Linked DNA regions of Gossypium arboreum: region 2 is linked to region 1. The links are chromatin contacts, called in public Hi-C maps. All regions are on one chromosome and are shown on one strand. The core of a region is the stretch at or near the end of the contact, and the rest is flanking DNA. Distances in the headings are between cores, read along the strand shown.

Evidence for each region. Hi-C and Micro-C count contacts between places; a contact is called where the count stands out from the background.
Region 2: a contact with region 1 is called in a Hi-C map of leaf, with 5 times the contacts expected there. The contact joins the promoter of LOC108463661 here to the promoter of LOC108468093 in region 1. A contact is called at or near these places in 2 of 5 Hi-C or Micro-C datasets (both in leaf).

Annotation. Positions count from the first base shown.
Region 1 is chr2:107,612,120-107,617,702 of ASM2569848v2, reverse strand. It overlaps LOC108468093, which reads right to left and starts at 3,423. Exons shown (of 1, transcript XM_017768954.2): 1 at 1,491-3,423. The coding sequence starts at 2,986. The coding sequence ends at 1,847. It overlaps LOC108482619, which reads left to right and starts at 4,275. Exons shown (of 1, transcript XM_017785748.2): 1 at 4,275-5,443. The coding sequence starts at 4,536. The coding sequence ends at 5,312. It overlaps LOC108468104 (a long non-coding RNA gene), which reads right to left and starts at 1,346. Exons shown (of 2, transcript XR_001868964.2): 1 at 1,273-1,346; 2 at 599-1,009.
Region 2 is chr2:107,927,955-107,933,537 of ASM2569848v2, reverse strand. It overlaps LOC108463661 (heavy metal-associated isoprenylated plant protein 24-like), which reads left to right and starts at 2,258. Exons shown (of 3, transcript XM_017763562.2): 1 at 2,258-2,422; 2 at 2,539-2,695; 3 at 2,767-3,292. The coding sequence starts at 2,312. The coding sequence ends at 3,062. It also overlaps the pseudogene LOC108463650.

The sequences.
Region 1 (5,583 bases), core at 2,174-4,673:
ACATTTAATTATTAAAACAACTTTTAACAAAATTTTAAAATTTATTATTGAAATATTATGTTTAAATTTATTTATCATTTTATTAAAAAATTATAATACATTTTAATATATTTTATTAATACATACAATTAATTTGTGACTAGGACAGTAAGAAAATTAGTTTAATATTTATTTTAAGGTTAAAATATATCATCAGCCTTGTACTCTTTGCAAATTTAAAATTTAGTCATTGTGAAAATTATTTTCATAATTCAAAATTTAAATATGTTGAAATTATTCGTTAATTTTATAGGTGATTTTTTAAGATTCCTTTGTGCTTTTGATGAATTCCTAAGAAGATTATTTAAAAATTCATCAAAACTACATTAAATTATTTAAAAATTTCAATCCGAGTAAGTGACCTTTGAGGAATTCAATCCTAGGATGGTTTTTTGTACAAATTCCAGTAGAGGTACAGAAGAATTCCTAAGATGATTTAATGTAAATGCTTTATTGTAGTGCACGAAAAAGGGTATAAAGTGCTAAATTGAGGTTTAACAGAAAAAAGCCTTAAACGATTTCAAATTTAAAATAATAATAATAATAAATGGAATCGAAATATGAAATATTTTATTCGGATTTGTTATTGGATCGAGAAAAGGAAGTTACAGTGTTGTTAACTTTCCCTTGGACCAACATATCGAGTAAGAGATGGGGACATGCCCTCTCCCAAGGAGAAATAATCTCATTGAAGGCCTTAGTCACGAGCCAAGGCATAAATCCACAACAGTCCTAAAATTCTGCCATGAGAGTTTAGGTTCATCTAATTTAGGACTAGCACAAATAACCGGGTGTTAGTAGCATGTACCTTCACCCCTGCATGGATAAATAGTTATTGATAGAGCTCAAATTAAGCTCCAAGCAGCAAGTTTTGAATCAAGCTTGACTCTGCTAAAGTACAACCCTAACAAAGACCAGAACCTTCTGTGGTTTGCAGGACAGTAACTGTACCTCAAAGATAAGGCTAGCCCTGCATAATAAAATATGCAATCATTTAGAATTCATCCTTTGGAGATTTGAGATACAAATGATCCCATTTCAAACTAAAACAAAATCCCATGATTTGCCACAAGTTAAAAACCAAGTCTCTCAATAAGTGCCACTTCAAGATCTCATTTTCCTTTGACATAACTCTTAAAATTCATTTTTACTATGCTTTTCCCTTCAAAACAATCTTTAACATGTTTCTGCATTCCTATTTGTTTAAAAGAAAGATCCATGCAATTTCCTTACTAAAAATAATTCAGCTTCGCAAAACACTGGTTCTCATTCAATTGATCAAAAGCATGATTTACAGTGACCTGCAATAGGTCAATCCAAAATGCATTTAAGGTTAGCAACCTGCCTGCAGCAGCAAATGACCATTCACATACGAAACTATGGCATATCAGAATAGATATTCAATGGCAAGAAAATGAAAAGTTTCTAAAAATTACCAGTACGAACAGACGCCCTAAAACCATCAGTGTGAGTATATAAATAACATTAGAAAGCAGCAAATACAGGAACCATCACAAGTGGATGTGCATTGTGCAGAGACTGGAAACAATGACTAAAAGTCTAAAACAATCAACTACAATTTTGTCTGTTGTATTGAAACAGTATTGGAGTTATCCAACAAAAGACTCGACTATTGCGAAGTAAAATCTTACAAACTGCTTAAAGACCATCTAAATTGTCGAACATTGCTTTACTAAAATATGGATTAAATGACTTGAACAACCAATTTCATGAAGAAAAACGGGATTATGAACCCATAGTACATCAAAGATTTGATATGTGCCCTCAACTATACAAAAATTAACAATTAAGTGCCCACAATAGACATGGATACTTCCTCGAGCTCTTTTAAGTAAGGAACAACGTATTTCTCTCTGAACTTCTTGTCAGGCATCTTATAAATTGTAGTCATGCTAACTTTCCTTCTTAGCAAATTCTTACTTTCCAGAGTCTCAATAACCAGTAACCGAGGCTTCAGCCTACGCTCAAGGCTGCAAATAAGCACCATTGGGTGGCTTATTATAAATGAAATACCTACATTCGTTCTATTAAGCAAAAAGTCAGTGACTTGCTTAATCTTCCTTTCAGATACAGCAAACACCTGTGGTGTCCTCCTAAAAGTAGACATGATATCATCTTCAGAGAAACCCAATTTCCTAAAAAGATTCAATTTGAGTTCCCAATTCTCTTCACTCATTGAACTTAACATCCTAATAGCAGCAAGAAACATATTTGACTTCCTATCGAACCCCAAGGCATCCGCCCTTTCAACAAACTGCTTAATGCTCTCAGGTTTAAGCAAGAAAAATCTAGGAAAGCTGAACACATATGAAACAATTTGTGACGAACAAATCCCGCAATTTCTCAAGAACTCTATATTAGGCATCATAGTCTTTTGCAAATCAGATTTGAGAAACCAAGCTGAAGTTTTCAATAACTTAAGAACATCATCATTCGATCCTAAAACAGTCTTTAAATCGGAAATAGAAGGTGCAATCCTATCATCCACGCTTCTAGTCAAAATCCAGGGATCACCAGCTACAATATCAGCAACATCATGGGTCGGAAATCCTAAATCCTGGAAAATCTTGAACTTGGGTTTAATGGTTTTCTCAAGACTAGAATATAGAAGGTTAGGCTTTCTTTTGACCACTGCTTCAATATGGGATTTAGAGAAACCGCTTTCTTTCAAGAAGGAAATTATAGTATCACACTTACGAGGATCCTTCACATAGGTTAGGGAAGATGCAGTCTTGACGGCAAGTTCAGGGGAAAAGCTGTGTTTCTCAACCAAGTGATCCGCTAAAGGAAGGGAAGCTCTCGATTCCTGGGTGGGTGAAGATGAGAAGAAAACAGAAGAGATGGAGTAACAAGAAATGGGTTTACGAGAACGGCATGATTTATTCAGAGAGAATGCGATTAGAGATCTGATTATAGGCGGTGCCATTGTTTTTTCCTTTTTTTTCTTCTCGTGGGGTTTTGTGGAGGGTTTACTGGTTTAGATTCGGGCTTTCTTCTAGCATAACAAACTGAAATTACAAATATTCATACATGTCGGAGGAATGAGAAACTTGCCTGTAACACCACACCAGCTTTTGTCTTGTAACGGTAACCTGCCTTTCTTTGACACTGATGCTTTGTTGCTGATAAATCTAAACCTGGGTTCTTTCGATAGCACGACCTACAGTTTTAAAACCTGGTTTATTAGGGTTTGGGGCACAAATTCAGCTTCAGGATGTTGGGTTATTTAATTTATGCCCAATAGCTTTGGGTCACAACAAAGGCTGGGATGTCTCTTTGCCTACAACTGCTATCATCAACCCTTTACTAAGCCTTTTTGTTTTATGGCCACGTTCATGCTATGATTCTAATATGAAATGATGTATGAAAGTTAGCCATATGTTGAAAAGTATTAAATCATGATTTAATTATATTTATTTTTGCATTTAATACCTAAACAATCATTCTTCTTCCAATTCACCTGCTGGAGTGGTCATCTCTTTTTGTTTCATCAAACAGGTTCCTTTCTCTTCTAACATTGCATGTCCCAAAAGCTCACCAAGATTGAACAAACAACCTTTCCCGACCTTGTGCAACAAAACTCCAACACCATCATGAATTGCAAACATGGTAAGAATACTTAATTACTCGACTCTTTAACATCTATCATATTCAACCGCATAATCACTTTTCTTTACATCTCCAACCAGCTGAATTAATCTAAAATACCAATTAATTTGAAATAAATAAATGTCTAAAATATAAAATTTAATAAATATATTATTGGGCTTATACATAATCAAAATTTATGCCTTAAAATTGAATCTATTATAATTAAAAGCTTATTAGGAATTTTCTACTTCCCTTAATTTTTATTAAAATGGTCATAACTTGAGTATAATAATTCAAAATAAGACAATTCAAAGTGCATTGTAAAAGTCAAGAAACTTTCTACTGAATACACCTCAACCCAAAAATACTTAAATCTATGTAAAAATACTTGAAATATGGAGTTTAAAACAAATATATATATATATATATATATAGATATTTATTTATTTCAAATTATTGAAATGCAAGGGACATTATTGTGTATATGTGGGCACATAAGGAAATAATTATAAAATTATAAAAACAAGTTCCAAATGACTAAAATGGATATTATCTTAATTATATAATACAATTAGATCAGATCCAATTAATAAAAGTAGATGATTAATTGAGATTTGAAGGTTTTGATACACAGTGGACCAAGTTCTTCATCTTAAATTATTAATAAAGTAGAAGTTAAAGACAGTGAAATCCAAACAATTATAAGGTGAAGCTATCTATCAATTCTTAGAGGTTACATGCCTAAAGTAAAAGTTTCATTGGAAACCCAAAAAAGAGATCCTTTTCTATCCTTTCGGTGCTTGAATTCCACAACTTTGTACACTTCTTTTCTACTCTCTCCCATTCGCCATTGTTACATATAGATTGAAACATGGTTTTAAACTATGGCAATTGAAGTTTTGGCAGAGATTTCAAGCCCAAGAATCTCGTTTTCTGACGATCTCGACCAAGAAGATGGGGTAGATTCCATTGAAGAATGTCATCATCAGAGATTAGACACATCACTCTTAAATCCAACATCGGATTTCGATTTCTGTTTTGTCAATAATAGTTTCGTTCAAGAACTCCCTTCAGCTGATGAGCTCTTTTCCAATGGCAAGATTCGACCAATTGAGATAAAGGAAAAAGCTGTGGTTGCGAATCGGGTTCGTCGTCAACTCCAACCTGTTGCTGTTGTTCGTTCTTCACCCCAGCAGATCAAAACAGATAACCCAGAGAAGAAAAGATTGAAAGAATTTCTATTAATGAGCATTGATGAAGATGATAAGCCTGCCTCATCCAAATCTTTCTGGCAGTTTAACAGAAGCAGTAGTCTCAACTGTGAAAGTGGTCGAAGTAAAAGCTTAATCCGGTCACTTCAATTTCTTACACGCAGTAATTCAACAGGTTCAACTCCAATTCCAAAAGAAACCCAGAAACAGCCATCTTTGACAAGAAGATCATCAGTGTCAAGTTCTTCTTCTGGTACGTTTTATTATACTTATTATGGTAATTCTACACAAAAGCCTGCATTAAAGAAGAGTTGTGGAGCACATGGGAATGGAGTTCGAGTGAGTCCTATTTTGAATCTTCCAAATCCAATCATTTCTAATGCAACTGTAAGCTTTTTTGGGTTTGGCTCACTCTTCTGTAATGGTAAGACCAAAACGAAGAAAAGATGAACAGTTTTCAGTTCATATTAAATATTTAAGTACAGTTGGGTATTTTATCTGGCCATGAATTTGTGAATGTGGTTAGCATATCTGTAAATTAGAAGAATTGAATTTAGTAAAAGAAAGAGATTAGATCTAAATCAACACCGATTCTGATTTGTGATGGATGTGAACAAACATCAGTGTTATGGACTTGGCAGACAGGTAAACATGGTATTTCTCTTTCATGCCTATCAATTATCTAGTTTCATGGCTATCAATTATGTTGTCCTCAATCGAT
Region 2 (5,583 bases), core at 1,009-3,508, 320 kb before region 1:
ATAAAAAAAATAAAATTTTAGTATCATTCATAAATTAAAAACTTGAAAGATTCCGTGCTTCAACTTAAAGAAGAAATAGTAAATGGTTTCTTTTATAAGGCTCGACAAATTTTAGGCAAAAATAATTTTTCTATCCTCTAAATTTTGAAAGTGAGAAATTTTGGATAATTAATCATAAAATTAATGTATTTCGTCAATTTTACATTATTTTGATTGGTATAATAATAAATTTAACTCTCAATGTTTACAAATTTTATTAACTTGATCTTGATTATAAAAAAATTAACAAATTTAGCCTCAATATTTATAAATTTACACACTGCAAGTAAAATTGACCAACCATGACCGAATTGATAAAATGTATAAACATTCACAATTAAATTTATTATATCAATTAAAATTATGTAAAATTGATGAAAAATATTAACCACATTTAATTACTTATTTTTAAAATTGACAAAATTAAATTATTTCTAATTTTTCAAAAAGGTGAATTAAGCTTCCAAAATTGAGATACACTGCACTGGTTTTTACCTAAAAGTTACAAAACCAAATTCTTGGTGATGATTGAATTTAGTTAAGTTGTCAAGCAATCTCATGTATTGAAGAAAGGTAGTAATTTATGTGCAACTTTTGTTTATATATATATATATATATATATTAATAAATTTAAATTATATATATTTTTAACACAATATTTATAATTATTCATAATCTTTCTTTCATAATCTTTCTTCAACTCATAAATAAAAAAATAATACATTTTAAAATATTCAACGTATAGTAATTAAGTTAAGACTTAATACAAGTATAATTTTATATTTATCCCACCGCCCAATGCACTCAACCAATCAAATTTGTTTAGTGGGACACTAATAGCACACTCCTTTCAAACAAGTCCAAAGCTAACCCTATCCAATCAGTAATTTTCTCTGCCACGTGGCAATCAATTCCTTTTAAGAATCTTCTATATCCACGTGTCATTTTCATATCTCCTGGCATGAACGTGGCAACTGCTGGTGCCATCGCAATCCATTCCATGTATATTGAACATTTACATAATTTCGTTGAAAACAAATCTTTCCTACTATTTGTTCTTTACTTCTAATTTGGCGTTATTCCACACTTAATTTATTTTTAAAATATATATTTATTGATTGGTTAAAGGGTTAATAAGCATTATTATTTTTTCAAAAAGTCAATTAAATTTGATATTAAAATCTATCAATTGAATTTTTAAATAATAACTATCATTGACTATTATTGTGTTGACATCTCAATTAACAATTATCAATTTAATTGTCATAATATTTATGTGATAATCGATGTTAATAATTATTGTTATTAACGTGCAAAATTCAAAAATTGAAGTCCAAAATGAACTTGAGCATGAACGTCGGGTTCATTTAAATATGATCTTAAATGAATTATGATGCGTATAATTTTTAATATATTTTGAAATTTTTTAAAATTATATCTTGAATGAATATAGATAAACAATTATCTAGATTAAAATAAACTTAAATACATATTTATTTAGGTTTATTCTGAACCCAATTTTAAATAAATTTTTAATTTTTAAAATAATATTTACTTTTTGAAAAGTTTGAATTTTGTGGCCATTTCAATATTACGACACCTAGTTGAGCAGCTATAGTTATAGTAAACAACAAAAATCAATAGTCAAAAGATTTAATCGATGAATTTTTAATGTTGGAACATTTATTAAGTATGCCTTTTTTTTAAGAAAATTTGGTTTGATTTTTCGAAAAAGTAAAGAGATTTATGGAAGGGTTTTTAATTTGATCTACTTTTAGATGGGGTTTTAGAAGGTAATATTTGTTTTTTAAACTTATGTATATTTTTGTCTCCTTCCATGGGGCACTTTCACCTGCTTGGCTTTCACATTAATTAGTATTTCTAAAGCATTAAACTCTGTTATTGAGTGAATTGGATTGAATTTTCAATTTCCTTTTACTGAATACGTAATTCTTAATAAACATCTAATTAAACACTTTTTTTTCTCTAATATTCTCCATCAACATAAGGTTATATATAAAAAATCAAGGAAAAAGTGAAGGTTTAAAGGGAAGATTTTTATAAAGCAAAAAACTTTAGTGTTGGTTCCTCCATGAGAAAAAAGAGTGAAAAGGGCGAAAATCCTGTATGTCCCAAGGAAGTTTCGTGGAGTTTCCAGGAGAAACCCCACTTTTTAATATCTTATACTCCTAAAATTAAACTCAATATATATCACCTTAATTAAGATGTTTTATTTGTTCGGTTAAATATTACATTCTCTCTCTATAAATCCATGCATGCAAAGGTTTCCATGGCGACCAAGAGTATCCCACTTCCCTACTTTCTAGTCTTTACGCTTCTTTCTTTTGCATTTATTTTTATATATATCCATTTGAGACGAAAGGTAGTGTGGAATAGTCCTTGTCTTCAACCCAAGACTTGACCCATCTTATATATATAGTTCTTTATTTGTTTGGATCAAAATCCAGTATACTAATCCTTCAAATCATATTACAAAAGATGGGAGTAGAAGGCACCTTGGAATACATCTCTGATTTGCTTAGCAGCGTGAAGAAGAAGAAGAAGAAGAAGCAAATTCAAACTGTAGCTCTCAAAATCAGGATGGATTGTGAAGGTTGTGCTCGTAAGGTCAAGAAGGTCCTCTCCGGCGTAAAGGGTAATCTTCATTTACCATATACCAAATAAATTATGAATCAATCACTATAAATTAATGCTGGATTTTGGTAGGGGCAAAGTCTGTGGACGTGGACTTAAAACAACAAAAGGCCACCGTGACGGGTTACGTAGAGGCAAAGAAAGTACTGGCGGCGGCGCAGTCAACCAAGAAGAAGGTGGAGTTGTGGCCTTATGTGCCTTACACTCTGGTGGCTAATCCTTATGTGGCTCAAGCTTACGACAAGAAAGCTCCTCCCAATCATGTCAGGAAGGTTCCGGCCAGTGCCACCGTTTCTGAGACCACCATTGACAACCGCTACACCAACTTGTTCAGTGATGATAACCCTAATGCTTGCTCCATCATGTAAAACACTAATAATAATAACAAGTGGTAATAAGAGGATTGTAAAGTTTTACTTGCAACACAAATTTTTCTTGGAGATTTTGTGCTACGTTGTGAGCAAATGAGGGGAACTGTATGAGTAGCTTTGGGACAATTATTGATTTGATGTGTATTAGCATCGTCTCTATAGTTGTCCTTCTGTTTTTTTCCTCTGGAAAATATAATTATATTAATAAAAAAAGTTTAGTAAAATAAGATCAGCTAAACACAAACATCATCCTCTATTGTTGTGAGAAGAGGCAATGGTGTTTTTTCTTTTCCTTCAGTGACACTTGATTTACCCAAAAGGAAAAATTATCAAAAAAAACTAAAGTTGGTTTATCTATCATTTATTCTTTATTTATAACTCAGGTTTTTTAGTGGGAGGGATGGGCTTAGTCTCAAGTCCAAAACCGAAAGGAAAAAGTGGATCATATTTGGGATCCCCATAATTCATAGGAAGCTGATCTACTCTCTTAAACCAAGTACGAGCTAGCTTGCCTGTGAATCCATAGTCACCAAATAGGACATCAGCCACCCCTTGTCCTTCACTTCCAGGTAGCCAAGCCGCTACCAGGGCGTCTATCTTGTCAACATATGGCTCTATCACAACCGGACGCCCTGACACGATGATAACCACGCATTTGGTTTCCTTGCAAACGTTCTCGATCACTGCCGGACCTGGAGCAGGGATGGTCAAGTTTTGGCTATCACCATTTGTCTCTGCGTAAGGTACCTCACCAACCACCACTATCCCATAGTCCATCTTTCCCTTGCTAGAGTAGGTATCGCTAGGTTTCTTCTTGTAAACCACTTTGGTGCGTTTGTCAACAGTGGCTTTGATGCCGTCCAGGATGGTGGTTCCTGTTCAATACAATTGAATTGTAGAGTATATGGTGTATGTTATGTTTTTGTTTTAAAATTATTTATGATAACTATACCTGCAGTCCAGTTGTTCCCACTGACTCCTTGCCATTCTATAGTCCAACCACCGCACTGATAGCCCAAATTGTTAGCATGGGATCCTGCAACAACTATCTTGCCAGCATTCTTTGGGAGAGGCAAAATAGGTGGATTTCCTGGCTTTCCATTTTTCAATAGTACAAGTGATTTCCTCACTGCTTGCCTTGCCAATTCTCTATGCTTCTGCAGTGAGTGTTTTAGTTGGTTTTTGAAAGAAACAGCTGAATATTGGGTCGAATGGAAAAAACCAAATAATTCAAATAATTCAATTCGATTAAACCTAAATTCAGTTTTTCAATTCGAATCTAATTTTGTTCATCTTTAAATATACAACAAGGTTTCATTAAAACCTGTTGTATAGTTTGTGCAATGCAACAACTCACCTGTGACCCAACCTCGTTAATTAAACTGTAATCACCTAAGGGATTTTCAAAGAGTCCCATGGCGAACTTAACACGCAATATTCTCGACACGGCGTCGTCAATTCGGCTCATTGGAATTGCATTCTTCTTAACCAAATCAATCAAGCCATCATAAAATTCTGTGTAGTTGTAAGGAACCATAACCTGGAAGCAATATCAGCGACCCTCAAACAATATAGTTTTTTAAGTAATAACATATAACACCTACAAGTCTGCAACTGACCATGTCAATACCAGCATTTATTGAAGCTTGAATTGAATAACTGTAGTTGGAATGTGCGGGAGAGGTGATCCTGTCGATTCCTTCCCAATCCGAGATGATGAAACCCTGCCATATTCATAAAATTTAAGTAAGAAACATCATAATCTGGGCTCATGAATGTGCTAAAATTAGTTTTAACCTTGAAACCAAGTTTGCCTTTAAGGTAGTCTGTAAGCAGCTGTTTATGAGCATGCATCTTAACTCCGTTAATACTTGAATAAGAAGCCATGATGGTGGCAATACCCTTGGCTACTGAATTAACGTAAGCAGCCATATGCATGCCATACAAGGCTGAGTCGTCCACGATGGTGTTGTTCTCGTTAATGCCTTTGACGGTGCCGCCATCACCAACGTAGTGTTTGGAACTACCTGCTACTTTTGTTCTAACATCATATACCACAATGATCAAATCATTGATTAATATGATATAATATATATAAATATCAGTTGTTTACATACTTCCCATTAACATATGGCATGCCCTTCATGTCAGTTTTGGCTTCTCCTTGTAACCCATCGATGATCTCAGTCAGCTGTTGGACAATTCTGTGGTCTTCACTATAGCTCTCATAACATCGGCCCCATCTAGGATCTCTGCAAACCTACATATATATATATACACCTGTAAATGTCAATATGATTTTTGTTTTTGAAAATGACTAACGAAAACTGCACCATTAATCATTAAATTATAAGTAATTTTTATTATTTAATCACTTAATTAAAAATAGTTATACTTTAAAATTAAACTATTCAAAAATCTTCATTTAAGTCAAGTTTTTATTAAAAGTCACTGGGTTGATAAATATTTTTTAAGAAAAATTTCTTCCTGTGAGTTTCAAGCAATGATTAGATAATTA